Regions from separate parts of the Rattus norvegicus genome. Here region 2 is linked to region 1. A link is a contact called in public Hi-C data. All regions are on one chromosome and are shown on one strand. The core of a region is the stretch at or near the end of the contact, and the rest is flanking DNA. Distances in the headings are between cores, read along the strand shown.

Region 1 (7,427 bases), core at 2,602-5,101:
AAGAGCAGAGAGCGGGATGATTGTCTGTTGTGTCTCCTGCCACAAGCTTTGCTCGCCATTTGGTATGAGTTTACTCTCCCATACGTCTCTACCAGATGAATGAAGAAGAAAATGAACTCTTTGTAAAAACTCAAGTTTGCATGTGTTTGAATGCTTGAGGAATTCTGCATACATACTATCTCTGGATGTAGGCTGGTTTGTAGGTGGCATGCTTACTGAACCCTGATATTTTCTTGAGGCTGATACACTTTCTCTAACTTTGAAATGCTTCCCTGAACTCTCAAGTTAGTTTCAGGGTAAGGATGGTTCCTGTCCATGGGACACCTCTAAGAATGAGAAATAATTTTAAGGTGTAAGAATTACCTTCTCTTAATCTTCATACAGAATAGAAACAGTGTAGAACTTTTACTCAGTTTAAGACTTCAGTGAAATAATTTGTTTTGTAAACATAAGAGTGAACGATTGTGAAGACACAATGGAAAGGACTCTACAGGGTCCCCTGTGAAACAGCGGCACCAGCTTTCAGGCCAGTCTGACGGCCTTTTTCAGGATAGAGAGAGCAGAGAAGAGAGACTCCGCCACATGATGAAAAGTGCAGATGGACTGCTTTGCATGGAAACCGATTATGTGCAAGAGGGCTCCGGGGAGGAGAGGAGTGGAGTTGGAAAGGAACGGCCACTGAAACAGGAGAAGATATGCTTGACCAGGTCTAGTAAAATATTCCCTGCCACAACCGCTGTTCCATGAAGAGACTGATCCAAGAGGCCTGAATAAACTAACCTGGGGTTCAGTGTTACCATTATTGTGGGAGGCATCATGGAGAGCACATCCAGACTGCGTTACACAGTAATCACTGCTGGGTGTCAGCATTCATCAGCCAGATGGTCAGACCTGCAATTAATCAATTAGGCTGGGACGATCAACTGGACTAAGTTTTCCCCTTTGGTAAAATAGCCTCATCATGTGGTCAAGGCCAATAGCATTTTTATCCTGTTGCTTTTGGAGTAGCTTCTAAAAATTCTCTTTTGTTTTTTTCTATTTTTTCTTTTTTCTTTTTTTTTTTTCCTGAATTTTTTTTTAGGCCTCTGATTACTGGACACTGTCAGGCTCCAGTATATTTTGGTAACATAAATTCCCCAATCAAGGGGAATTTCACATAATAGATCATCAGCATCCCGTGTTCACCTTATAACCGTGAACATCCCATATACCAGCAAGCTCTCCAAACCAGCTTGCTAAGCAATACACTCAACTGATCTGCTGTAGTATTTCTTCTGGATCTACTCAATCTGGTGGGACAGCAATGGCAGAACTTCTCTGACTCACAAAGGTGATAAAACGATCTAAGAATGCTAGTGATAAAAGTAGTGTATGATACACTCATCATCAGACAGGCATAGCTATGACAAAAATAGACAAACACCAACTCAGCCTTTGTAAGACTCCAGTTAGGATGATACGGTCACCCCCCTACACACACACACACACACACACACACACACACACACACACACACCTTTGAAAGAGAGGGAAAGAGACTAGGAAATTCATTGGCCATGCAGTAGGACACTGGACATGATATGCTCTGGGATAGAAGCTACTTAACCTGCCTTGCATATTTCCTTAACATACACAAACGTGTGCATCTGAGGGATGAAAGCTTGGAACGCGTTCTCGCAGCTCCTCTTTGAACTTCCTTAAAGTTCTTCATTAGTGTTTCTCTACTCCGATGTCTCATTCACTTCCTATACCACACAGCTCCAAACCCCCACCTTTCCCATCATGTCGAGAATTGCCAGTCTCCAGCACAGTAGCCTCATCTAGATATGGTATCTTTCAGTCTGTTTTACGTAGTTTTTATCAGTTGATTTACACCATAGCTTGCCTGTCCATCACTGATTTATTTTAACTTAGATTTTACCCCTCCTTTCATTTTGGCTTACCTCTAGCTGTATTGCAGTGTACACTAAGGAGGGCTTCAGAATCCTGGTGGTCACTGTCTAACAGAGTCTTACACACTATATGTGTTGTGTAGAACTAACTACAAACACAACGCTATGGTCCCTGGGTGTAGCAGGGAACCTGCTGCGTCTTTTCGCCCTGAGCTCTTTTCTGCTGTCAGACTCAGTATAGGGAGTGCTTCTTTCTACGTTAATGCTTTTTGTGCAGCTTACATAAGGACACAGTCAGCCCAGACATCCATCCTTGATGTATCAGTTACTCTGTCAGTTATATTACTTTATGGAGTACATTACTTCTCTCTGTAACTGCTCTGCTTGCTTTTTGTTTTGCTATTTAGCAATTGGGAAAACATCAGAATACCAAAACAATATAGTATGGGAGTAGCTGTTTTTACTTGAACCTATAGCACATGGAATAAATAGGTGCTCGTGTAGTAATAGTAACCAGCATGCTTTAGCCTTCAGAATCTGTTTTGTTCTTCCGATGATGTTGCCGTTCTTCCTGCCGTTTGTGTTGTTTACCCCCAGCTAATGAGGATCTTTCATTGTGGCCTGCAGTATCCTGCATATAACACAGTGGAGTCCTGCCACCTAGGTCTGCTTTCTGCTTCATTTTGCTCCTGACCTGCCCCCCCCCACCCCCAACACACACACACACACACACACACACACACACACACACACACACACACACACATCCCAATGCTATTCCAGGCCTGGCCTCTCATGACCAGGGACTGCTGACTCATCCTGGCCTGTGCCAAGCTGTGCAGTCGCTTAGTGATGTGGACAGGAGTCGAAGGACTAGAATGAGCTCACTGAACTCATTCCACTTGTTGCTTACGGTACAGTCCAGCATGAGCTGGAAATGTAGGAACCTCAGCCTCCGAGCAGAAAGAGTAAGTAGATTAAACACAACCCCATCGTCAAGTCCTCATCAAGCAGGGGACGGTGGTGGGTGGGGGCTTGCTTTTCATGGCTCTTGGCCGTGGCTAGGGCATTCTGGGTCATCAGGACTTTCCCTTTGTCCTCTTTTCTTCCTCTCCTCCACAGTTGCACCCTCCCCCCCCTCCCTGAACTTCCCTTCTGAAAATGTCCGGATGGTAGAGCAATGATCTGGGCAGAAATGAAATTTTGTTAATAAGCAGCCTCCGCACGAAACCCTGGAACACAGACTGTGAAACTGCTTAGAGTAGCCTGAGTACTGGGAACTCACATGAACTTCCCAAGGGCATGAGAGAAGCTTCCCCACCTTCCTTCTTGAGTCTTTTTCTTTCTGTTTTAAGAGAGGTAGTTTCAGGAGTCATGGCTGCATTCTGGTGTGGTGCAGAGTTTTCCGTCAGGAGACAATAATGTGCATTCCTCTGGCAGGATGGATAGGGTTTGGTTTTTTTTTTTTTTTTTTTTGGTGTGTGTTTCTCTTGCTGTTGTTTATTTATAAGACATTTCCTCTCAGTTAGTGGAAGTTAGATCGTAAGAGGCTCCAGTGATTTTCCTTCCACCTCCCCTCCCTAATTTCTGTGCTTCAGCACTCTGGAACACTGTGAACTCAACAGACTAATCAGAGCAGGGAGCTTAGCAGCCAGGCCTGGACACTCTCAAGAGACTGTGTGACTCTCAGCCGTCACTCCCTGGATCAGGAACCACAGTCCTGGTGAGTGGTGGCTTCCAGAATTTGATGTATCAAGGATTCTATTCTTGGTGTCTCTGAGGCAGGCAGGAAATAAAGGGTATTTTAAAAGGGGAGAAAAAAAAACATTTAAAAAAGCCTGCCAAACAATCAGAGTGGTGAGGATTTTTAGTGTGTATCGCTGAGCGCACTCTGGACAAGGGCAGAGCCTTGAGGCTCTGCTTCGAAGCAGCCTGCAGGCATAGGTTTTGCTGCTGCCACAGAGGGCTGTCAGCCTTGACATGCCTAGCAAACATGCTTGTGGGAGGAGGAAGGTAGGTGAGTGACTGGGGCAGGGAGGAAGAGCTCAGGGTGGTGGGAGGGGGAAGTGAAAGTGGGAATAATTATTCAGCTGAAGTTTCTTTCCCTCTGCTAACTTTTGATGCATTTCTGTTCTGAGCAGTTGTGCCATGCATACGGCGAGCTAAGCCAGTTGAAACTGTAGTAGATGAGACACATAAATGTAGTGAGGACTCTTCCTTTACAGATCCCTCCTGAGGGCTGCTCTGACTTCAGGAAAACCGTGTGTGTCACACCCTATTCTTTATTCTGTACTCATGGAACTGAGCAGAAGAATGCAGTGAGACGCCTTATATGGCTCCAGGGAAATTCATCATCTTGACAAAGGAAACTGATGATTGTCTCCACAATATTAAACCCAAATATAGTGTTGTCCTCAATATAAGAGGAGACTGATTGAGTGGGCTCCGGAAAGTTGTCAAAGGAATGGAATGGGGTGGGGGTGGGGTTGCAGCCTGATCCGTCATAGCCAGCAGGGACCTTCCGGGTTGTTCTTGCTATGCGCACCCTCCCTGGAAGTGAAATGTCAGGTGGGTGGGCTTGTCTGCTGCCGTCAGGCCACTACTTTGTAGCTGTTCTAGACATGCTCCATCTTACCTTGCCTTCTCACCTTTCTAATGTCAAGTATTCAGCATGTTCTAAGATATTAAAGGAAAAAAAGAGAAAAAACAACAACAACAACAAACAAACAAACATGGTGGCCATAAAATTATTTGGCTGTGTGGCATCTTCTGAAGTGAATTGCTCTTTGGAGAGGGGAAAGAGTCTTTGATGTTCCCAATATGGTTCTCATAGGCTAAAACTTCCCAGAACCACAACCCAGCCTAAGGGGCACTTACTCAATATCCTTAAATATTTGGGAAGAAATGCTATGTTATTGTCTTAGCTGTCTTTGCTATTAACACATTGCCAGTAGATTTCTTCTAGGGCAGAGATGCTTTAGTAATAGCTGATTTAACAGATGTGTGTCCTGGGTGTCTGTTTGTGTGTTCACCTTTGTTCAAACTGGCACAGTGATTCAGTGTATAACATTGACACTTAGCTCTGGAATTTTGTCTGCCGTGTTGGGCGATTTGGATTCTTAACCACAGAACTCCTGCATACTCATATGTCCCAACTGCCCTCAGACACTGTGTACTGCTACTGTCACATTAGGGTTTGTCAGTGACCTCTAGAGCAAACTTGACTTTGTCACACAACTTTTATAGTTTCCAAGGTTCATCAAATTTGTTAGCTCTCAGTGTGAAAGAAAGCTGCTTCAGTAAGTTAGGGCCAGGCTGTTGTATAGGCTATATTTATGTTAGCCCATGTTAGTAATTAATGGACTATCCATATTGATTACATTATGGGGTATTTTTATTTATTTTGTTATTTTCTAAAAAGCATAACAATCCAATTGTGTTATGAACTTCCAAACATGGCTTAAGAAATGTCGGAGCTCAATGGCCATACAGATCTACATGGGAGTCTATGGCTCTCTCTGCTAACACACCCAACCACACAGACTGAGAGAGAAACGCAGTCTATACAGGCTACATTGAAGACAGCTGGCTCTATTAACACTTGGAAACAGTTTATTCTCAAGAACTATGACTGTACATAAAAATTTGTAAGCAACTTTAGGTGGAGAGTATAAACACACTTACCTAACATTATGCCCCAAGAAATTATATTTTACAAATCTAATCTGCCAGAGAATTTTTTCTTTTATTTGCTGAGATCTAGAGTTCTACATGGTCATTAAAAAAATGTGGTGAGCTGATGCACATAAGAAGTTAGACTTTGATTAATGTGTGTCCGCGTGCGTGAAAGAGAGAGAGAGAGAGAGAGAGAGAGAGAGAGAGAGAGAGAGAGAGAGAGATCAAAGAGAAAATGGTGTATTTTGTAAGTTGACATAGTTGCATTCATATTACCTGGTATTTTCCGTACTTATATAATAAGCCTTTATAGCATACTATATTCTGTTTTTCAGTGTTCATCTGAAAGTTTAAATTTCATTAAATTAATGAGAATTTATGTTTTAAAAATATTTTTTCTTGCAAACAAATTTTAAATGGGGTTATTTCCTATATATTATATTCATTTAATTAAGCAGTTACAACTATAGACAAAGAACTTGCCCAATAGCCAGCTTGTGTTTACCCCCATTAAGAAACTTTAACTTACTCAACTGCCATTAAGTGAGGGTAAATCACCTTAAAATAACTGGTTTACATGGAAGGTTAGTTGTAGTCTCCATCCTAGCTTGCTTTGGCTCTGTTCAGCACTGATGCCATGTGAAGGGGCTATTAAACCTTGGTTGATCTCAACCCATACTCCCAGACTGCTGAGGTAACTGCAGTCCTTTACCTAGTGCTATTCTACTTGTATCCAGAATACTGTATTAAAAGTTTACTATGTTAAAAAAAGGAAACTGTCTACCGATCTCATTCTTCCAGCCATGCTCATATCGAGGGGAGCAGTTGTTCTATTTGTGCAGAAATTTTAAGGATATTTTCTGTGATTCCCTAGGAAAACATATGTTCTATATGTTATGTTTTTGGACATATATGATTGAGTATGTTAACTTATAAATGTATGTATATATGCAAAACTATGTCCTTATATATTTAAAATATGATTCTACCTAGACTTTCTAGACATTGAATTCCACAAAATATTTTCAAACTGACCATAAGCAAAGTCAAGGTGCTATTTTACCACATTGAGAATGCAGTTCATACAGATATTTATGAACACGATCTACAAATGAGATGATCTGATAACTGGTAAGCTTAGTAATTATCCTTGATTAAACATACATATCATATTGTAAACCTAAATCCTATTATGCCTAGCTTCAAAATACTAATTGTTCTGTGTAAGAAATAGCTTAAAGTAGACAGAAATTAAATAGCTAATAATTAAAATTGAGAAATATATTTAATGAATTCATTTTGTAAGAATTAATACATATATATAAATGACCCAGTTTATTCTTTCTCATTCCTCTGCTACTCAACTGTGTATTAAATACCTTAATACTGCACTTACATATTAGTGTCAGAACATAGTTTCCCAGATATCCTTTCAAGATACCTAGTCAGTCAAGTCACGTTTTTTTTCTGATGATGGTCTGACACTGACTACAGTTATACAGACAGCAGCGATCACTTATCATATGCTGCCTTGATAAAAGGTATTATATCTTATGCTTGTGCGTTCCTTCCCTTTTCAAACAGTGTCATGTTGCCTCAATCTTAGTTGGGGAGCTGAAAGATCAATGGATAGGGAATGAATGATTATCTGTATTCATTGGCAGTGAGTATCTCTTGGTTACCACAATGGAGAGCATGTCCATGACACAATCAATAGATTTCTCTGTGTCTGTCTCTCTTTATTAGATCTTCCAAGACTGGACCTGTCCCAGGCATTAACTGGGACAGTTTCTCTAATCCCACAAAGCTTGGATCGTTTCTGATGGTTATAGAGGTCTTGAACTTACAGAAGTTCTTTCT
Region 2 (7,427 bases), core at 3,046-5,545, 500 kb before region 1:
ACAGCAACTGCACTGGTTACATTTGTGCCAACTGTGACCAAAGACCAACAGAGCAACTTCCAGGAGATTTTATTTAGGCTCACTGTTTTAGAGGTTTGAATTCTTGATCACTTAGGACAATGGACACAGGACAAATGTCAAGTCAGTTGCAAGAGGTGGATGAGAAGAGTGATCTAAATCGTGGCTGACCATGAAACAAGAAAGAGACAGATTACAGGCTCTCTGACAACTCTCTCCTATCCTATGTTTTATTGTACTTTGGACCCTAGCGAGTGGGATGGTACCATCTAAGCCAATGGTCTTCCTCTTCCATTTCTTGGCATGTCCTTGCTGGTTTGCCTTATGGAGCTCTTACATGATTCTAAACTAGTTACCTTGACATCACACAGATTAATCACGTTTTAGGCCAAGTGGATCTGTGGATCTCAGTGGGTTCCTGGGCTTTTCATTATGCTGGAAATTTATTCACTGTTTTTGCTTTTCCCAGTGAATTCTGATCTCTCCCCACATCCACTTGTGCATTTCAAATAGAACTATCAATTATATTCCCCACCCACTATCCATAAAGTACCCAAAGTTAATTTTTGTGTATTATTTATTGATCAGTTCTGATTGATCTAATTCCATTCACTCAAACAGTCCTCTCCCTCATGATCTCTGTTGCTGATCTGCAATTTTAATAAATTGTCATTTATGCAGGACTCTTTTTCTGGGCTTTCCCCCAGCCCCAATAAATGTAATCAGTACACCATACAATACACACACACACACACACACACACACACACACACACACACACACCTTTTATTCCTCTTCTCTTGGGATGACATTCTGGAGTCAAGTGGGTTAGATCCTAATTATGTGGAGTTTTGTTGGAAACTGCTTATGGTTTTGGTATGACTCTTCCGTTTACAACAAAGCTTTGAGCAGAACAAAGAGCAGGCATTGGACGGAGAATCTGGGTGCAGAGAAAAACAGGCTAAGGGCCTGTAAGAAATATTATAAAGGGCTTCAGACTTCTCCCACATTGTGGGTTTCGTGGTTCAAGCAATTTTTATATAATGTTTCCAGGGGCAGAAGAACTGGCTTCCCATCTGGGGTGCATGTGTGTTTACAAGTGTCCTCCTTAAGTTGCTTTGAATGACTCATCCAACCTTAATGTTTTGCATATTGTCCCGACAAATTTTGCTGTCTAGTTCGATTTTATGCCACTAGGAAGATTTTTATTTTCATATTTTTTAATTGCTGTTAATGTGCTTTTGTTATTAGTGAGCTAATCTATAGAAACGCAGTGCCTGTTCTCAAAAGGATAAAAATATTAAGTGATGTATATCATATACAGGGTGGTAAGTTCCCTAATGTATCTTCTAAATACCACATGAAGTTGGCAATAAAAGTATTTGAGGCAAAACTGGGTTTATGCATTCAAGACCTTCCCAAGCCTTTTGTTACCGTGGACTTTTATTGCTTTCTTTTGTGCTTCCTTTGAATACTTTACTGGTCATTGAAATTTTCTCACTTGTCTCTCAGATGTAAATATTTTATATTTTCTGATAGTCTATTTGTCGCATCATTGAGACTTTTTCTACTTCACCTAGTGGTACCATTAATTCTGCTACACACTATATGTAATTATGATATACAGGACCTTATATATTATAGGCTTCATATATGTAGTGCGTTTATTAGACTCTAAGCCCCTTGAGAACAGCAACTGACCTATTTTTTAACTCAATATGATGATAATTTCAGTGTATCTGGTTATTCCCAATTCCTTTGGAAGATGGTGCTTTATATACTCCCATGTTGTATGTGCTGCACACACACATGCACAGCACAGTCATGTTGTATGTGCTGCACACACACATGCACAGCACAGTCATGTTGTATGTGCTGCACACACACATGCACAGCACAGTCATGTTGTATACGCTGCACACACACATGCACAGCACAGTCATTTCTTCTAAGAAGCAGAGGACTCTGGAGGGAAAAAAAAGCCAACGCCAGTCTTCGGTATTTGTCTCCATTTAAGGTTTTCAATTAGTGTGACGAATGTACGCGTCATGTTTGTTGAGTGAAGGAACAAACGGCGTACTGGAAAGAGGTGAACAGACTGTGAATAGATGACTAACAGACATTTTTATAAACTTTTCTAGGCAACTGCTAGTCTTTTTATTTTTGATCAGCTTTTTTTTTTAATTTCTTAACCTTTTTTGACACACAATTTAAAAATGTTTATTTACTCGTGTGTGTGTGTGAGTGTGTGTGTGTGTAGGTACATGATGCACGTTTAGAGGTCAGAGGACAACTTGGGGCAGTTGGTTCTCCCCTTCTACCAAGTGGGCTATGGGGAACCAAATTCAGATCATCAGTCTTGGCAGAAGCCCCTTCACCCACTGAACCACCACGCCAGCCCACCAAAAATCACTCTCCAGTTCTGTTGAATGTTAAAGAAGAAAATACCTCATGCCCAACTATTAGCGGGGGTCTTGATACTTGTTTGGGATGTCTCCATCTGGTAGAAGCAAAAGGCATAGGGTAGCCGTACAATGCAAACGTGAACACTGGAATACTCCTTAGAGTCAAAAGCACTTTAACAACAGAATTGTATATTTAAAAACACAGGTCGTGACACCTAAGGCCTCACCTTGTCACTGTTCTTTTACAGCTGCCCTTGTGATTCATCATAATCCTCACATTTACTAAACACTGCAAAGTATCTTTAAAAATTTAAGAGAAATAATAAGTATTTGACATAGTCATTTCTTCTTAAAGTTAGGGGGTTAATACTTGCACACTTCTGTTAAACGTTACTTAATTTTCTCAGGTGCAGCTGATTTTTCTGCATGGACTATTTTCTCTAAAACTTTTACTTAGGGTTTATGCATGGATTTAAATTTCCTCAGTAGCACTTTTTACAGTGAGCATCCTTCACTTCTCTTAATTTTAAGCAACGGACCCTAATGTATTCATGAAGGCAAGGCCTTGTACTTTTTTTTAATCGGGGCTAATTTTGTTTTGCCCATGGTCTGCCAGACTTCTACTTAGTCAAAGTAAACATTTGGTGCTCAAAATATTCAGTACGTGTCAGGGAAGCTTAGGCAAGTTAAATCCATACTTAAACTTACTTCGAGCCTACCAGAAGCTATTTTTCAAGTCTACAATCTATAAGATTATTTTCTGTATTAATAACTAATATTACTAATACAGTTTCTTTGTATGCTTGGTGTTTCTGACAAATCCCTTTCGTGACAAATTAAGCTCCTTAAAAAGTATTAGCTCTTATTTTGTCAGGAATTCTTTTTCTTTGTAGAGTGAAAAGCCACTCTTTTTTCCTTCTTAGTCCTTTTAAGGAATTCTTTTCAGGAATCTATCCTTGGCTTCCTGCTGGCCTCTGGCCTCACCCGCTTCCTCCTCTACCCCGCCCTTGCCTGACCAGTATTTGTTAGAATTTGGCTCTGGGGAGTACTATGCTGAGTGACAAATGGATGAAGATGAAGGTTTTATTGAAGCATCTGAACTGCATTTAATTTTCCATGTTGCTTTATTCCTTCTAGCTCCCAGGATATTGAATTTTGTGGGCTCCAGTTGGGTCGTCAGTACTTCAGGCGTTTAGTAATAAGAAACATAATCTGCTTTTTCCGGTAGGATAATAAATCCTCATTGATATTAAGGGCGGCTCTCTGCAGACGGTTTTACACGGTATTTTTCTGTAGGAACACATTCCCTGGGAGTCCTAACACTGCTCCCGCCTCTCTGTCTCCCTGGGCCGCAGGTCGCCTCCCGCCCAGCGGTCCCTCCCACCACCAGGATCCTGCTCGCTTGGACGGCCACTGCCCGTGACCGCGACACCCCTCCTCCCTGCACTGAACCCTCTCTCTACCCTCCCCCTCCCGGCGAGCCAGACAGCGGGTAACCGCCGCCTCCGCTGGGGCATCCCGGCTCCATAGGCGGCGCGCGGCAGACACCTGCTTCTCACTGGCCGCCGCCGCTGCCCCTCACCCCGCAGTCCCCGCGACAATTGGCCCCAGGACGCCGCCCGTCATCCTCTAGCCCCTCTTGGAGTCCCGCCTCTATCCTCGGGTCATTTAAGTTTATCACAAATAAATAAATAAAGGAGGAAATAGAAATGCGTAGAAAGTAAAAGCAGTCGGGAGGGGGCGGGGACGTGGATGAAAAGGAGGGTGGGGAAGTGGAGGAGTAAACAACCAAACTTGATCGTGCCTATCCTGACCAATCACTGATCACTACGGTCCGGTCTGACGGCCTCTGTCGACCAATAGTTTCCTAGCTCTTGGATCACTGAACAAGGAGAGACGTCTGGCCTCTCTACACAGGGCGCTGGTGGGCGGCAAGTGTTGAGACCGTTGACCAATAGATTGTTAAACATGTTCTGAGTGACGTTTCCGGTCACCAATCGACGCTTGAGATAGCGGATTGGGTGTCTCTAAGGCCAATCAAAGATGACAGAGATGAGGGAAGGGGCAGTTAGGGGCGGGGCGGCAGAGGGGAGGAGGAAGAGTGCATTTTGTTTATGGGCGGCAACCTCACGAGGGCTGTCCAATCGTTATTGGTCAGCTAAAACACCGAGTGGCATGCGATCCGCCCAATAGTAGCCTAAGTTAGAGGTTCGCGGCTTCAAGCGCCCAATGTGGGCCTTTTGCCGAAGAAGTAGGGGCGGGGGGAAGTTTAGGAGTTGAGGAAAGAAGATTAAAGAGCGCGAGGAGGTAACGCCAAAAACTCTAATTTGTTGTGGGGCGGGCGGGAGGGAGGGGTGTGTGCGTGCGGAGCGCGGCCGGGCGTCTGCGAGTCGCCGGGAGTCGGGGGTGGCGGGCCGCCGAGGAGGGGGCGGGGTGGGGCCGCGGCGCGAGTTCCGAGCCGCAGCCCGGGGCTTCTGCCCCGCCCCGCGCGCCCTCCCGCCGCCCCTCCTCGCGCCTGCCCGGTGGCCTCGCGCGACCCTGCGGGGAGGGTCCGCGGCTAGCCCGGGCGGGGCGTCCGGTTGCTGCCACCGCGTCTTGTCTCTCCTCCCCGCTCCTGGATTCGCGGCTTCCCAGAAGAGGAGCTGAGGGGCACCGGCCGGGGCTCCGGAGCTGTTGGCCGCGTCGGCTCCCGCCCCTCTCCCCTCCCTCCTTCAGCCCTCCCATTCGCTTTCCTCCCGCGCGGAGGACTGGCTTAGGAGAACTCGGCTGGGACATGTAGCCCCGCCTGCCGTGCTCGAACCTTAGACTGGGGGGCTTGGCAAGGGCTGAACCTTGTCCTTCTCTCTTTAGCCTTTGAGCCACTTCCGAGACATTAAAATGTTAACGCTCTTTTATACCTTGAAACATAAAACAAAACCCACCCAATCCCCAAATATTGAAGGATGGTTTTGAAGTTCAAACCTGGACCTCTTAATTGTTTTAATGCGTTTCTCTGTGTGTGGCTCTCAGGGTCCCCTTCAGCCCCTCCCCTTCCTAAGGATGCAGAAGAGGCAGGAGGCAGGAATTTCGTAAAAGTTGTATTGATAAACACACTTGCACAAGCATATGCTAGGCACACACACAGACTATAAACATTAGCGAAAAACACAATATGGCGTACAGCTACACTACCTAGCTCGGTAATCCGATGATCTCTTACTCTGAACCGGGTCAAATGAGGTCTGAAGAAGCAAGACAGTTCTCCAGCAGAAATCTGAATGGCATGGGAAGGACATTTGGAAGCCTGTGGCTGAGTACAGTCCTCAGAATCGTTGGCCAAGATTTAAGTTGAACATGTTACCTTTGTAGTCAGTGAAATTTGCCTTTACTGTTTTACACACACACACACACACACACACACACACACACACACACCACACTGTGGAATTTTCTCACTTTGGTATTTTCTGCTGATAAAATTTTTTAGAGTATACAGTGATTTCAAGTGAACAGTGTTCCAAGTTTCTGCTGCAACTTGTTGCCATTGAAAAACTTAAAACATCCAAATACCAATTTGTGGAAAATAGTGCGAGCTCTCAATTCAAGGAATCAATGGCTACTTAAAATTCTCACAGGATTTGCTTGTATTCCTGGTTTAGCTTCTTGTCTTAAGAACCTTTTCTCTATTGTGGGAATAGACCCTCTGTGCCTTTCCACAAATAAGTATGTCAAGATCTGACTACATTTTGTATTTTTGCTTTACGATTAGGTTTGACTTTACTTCTAGGAAAAGTAGATAAAACAAAGCAAGAACAAGCCACTTATTCTCGGACCCTTACTCAGTAGAATCCTAATAACTCATCAGAGCCCATACACAGGAGTCGTGGTATTCCCCCTGATCATCTGTTGAATCCTCCCAAGAAACTTGGTTTTAGAATTGTTGAAGAACCAAGATGGTTCTGTTCAGTCTCAAATGTAAAAGCCCAAGATTGGACTCCAGATTTCCTCTGAACTCCATTTGCAGAGCTTTGAGTTTGAGGACAAAGGGTGCTGAAATAAACATGTGAGGAGAAGAAAGTGGAGTTTTCTGGAAGTCTCTGAGTTAGTTGCACAGTGAGTCAGTCAGGCATTTCGGGCGTTGATTCAGGTCTTAGTGAAGTTCAAGCATTTCAGATGTGAAGATCAAGTGACAGGTATGCTGCCCACCAGGCTCCAAAGTAATAGCACCCTCTCCTGTCGACCTTCTAATGTTAATAGGTTAGATAAAGAAGCTTAAACATTATTACATCTTACCTATTTCATGAAGCGCTCTTTATATTTATCTATCTAGGTAGGCCAGCATTTTGGGGCTATCACTATAGCAAGAAAACAGACCTAGATCCTGAGTTTATTGACTAGGTGATGGAGGACCACACGAGTTAATGCAGTGATGGAGCCAAGGAGTGTTTTTGCCTGAGGGTGATGATGGGGGTGAGTGTTTAGATCTGTTAGATGCGGTGTCCTTTTCTAGTTAGGTGGGAAAGCTTTGGGACACATAGCCTACTCCTGTTTGCCTATAAGAATTTGACTCCTTGATAAAGGAAGAAGATAGAAGATCAACACCTTTTCTTTTTTTTTTTTTTTTCCGGAGGTGGGGACCTAACCCAGGGCAAGCGCTCTACCACTGAGCTAAATCCCCAACCCCCTGAGCTAAATCCTCAACCCCATCAACGCCTTTTCAAGTGAATTATTTTTGTGTCATCTGTGCAGATTTTCAGAAGACTTTCCAGACAAATTGGACTTCCAAGATAAAAGCCTAGACTGAATAACTAGGTCATTTAAAAGAGCAATAAAAGCTACAACCAAATTCTTGTAAATGATTTATAACGTAAATGGATGTTAAATTATTTCAGATATGGACAGGAAGTTTTATTTTCTGAACTGATCATGGTTTGCTTACATGGATGGTAATGTCATGAGCTTGTGGAAGGCAGTTCTGGATACTTGAGATGATCACTTCTTGGCCTTTTGGCTAAGATCAAGTGT

The links. A called contact is a pair of places that touch in the nucleus more often than the background predicts.
Region 2: a contact with region 1 is called in a Hi-C map of liver, with 2.5 times the contacts expected there. The contact joins two enhancer-like sites. A contact is called at or near these places in 2 of 12 Hi-C or Micro-C datasets (liver and psoas muscle).

What each region holds. Positions count from the first base shown.
Region 1 is chr11:70,829,760-70,837,186 of GRCr8, reverse strand. All of the region lies in intron 5 of Zbtb20 (zinc finger and BTB domain containing 20), which reads left to right. Among named protein-coding and RNA genes, the nearest start is that of Mir568, 270 kb to the right of the region's middle. Within about 2 kb of position 3,851, at least 71 of the 93 cell types and tissues checked have an H3K27ac peak or open chromatin away from gene starts, as enhancers often do. A contact at or near this core is called in liver, where this site is marked.
Region 2 is chr11:71,326,684-71,334,110 of GRCr8, reverse strand. No RefSeq gene overlaps it. Among named protein-coding and RNA genes, the nearest start is that of Zbtb20, 33 kb to the right of the region's middle. Within about 2 kb of position 4,295, at least 91 of the 93 cell types and tissues checked have an H3K27ac peak or open chromatin away from gene starts, as enhancers often do. A contact at or near this core is called in liver, where this site is marked.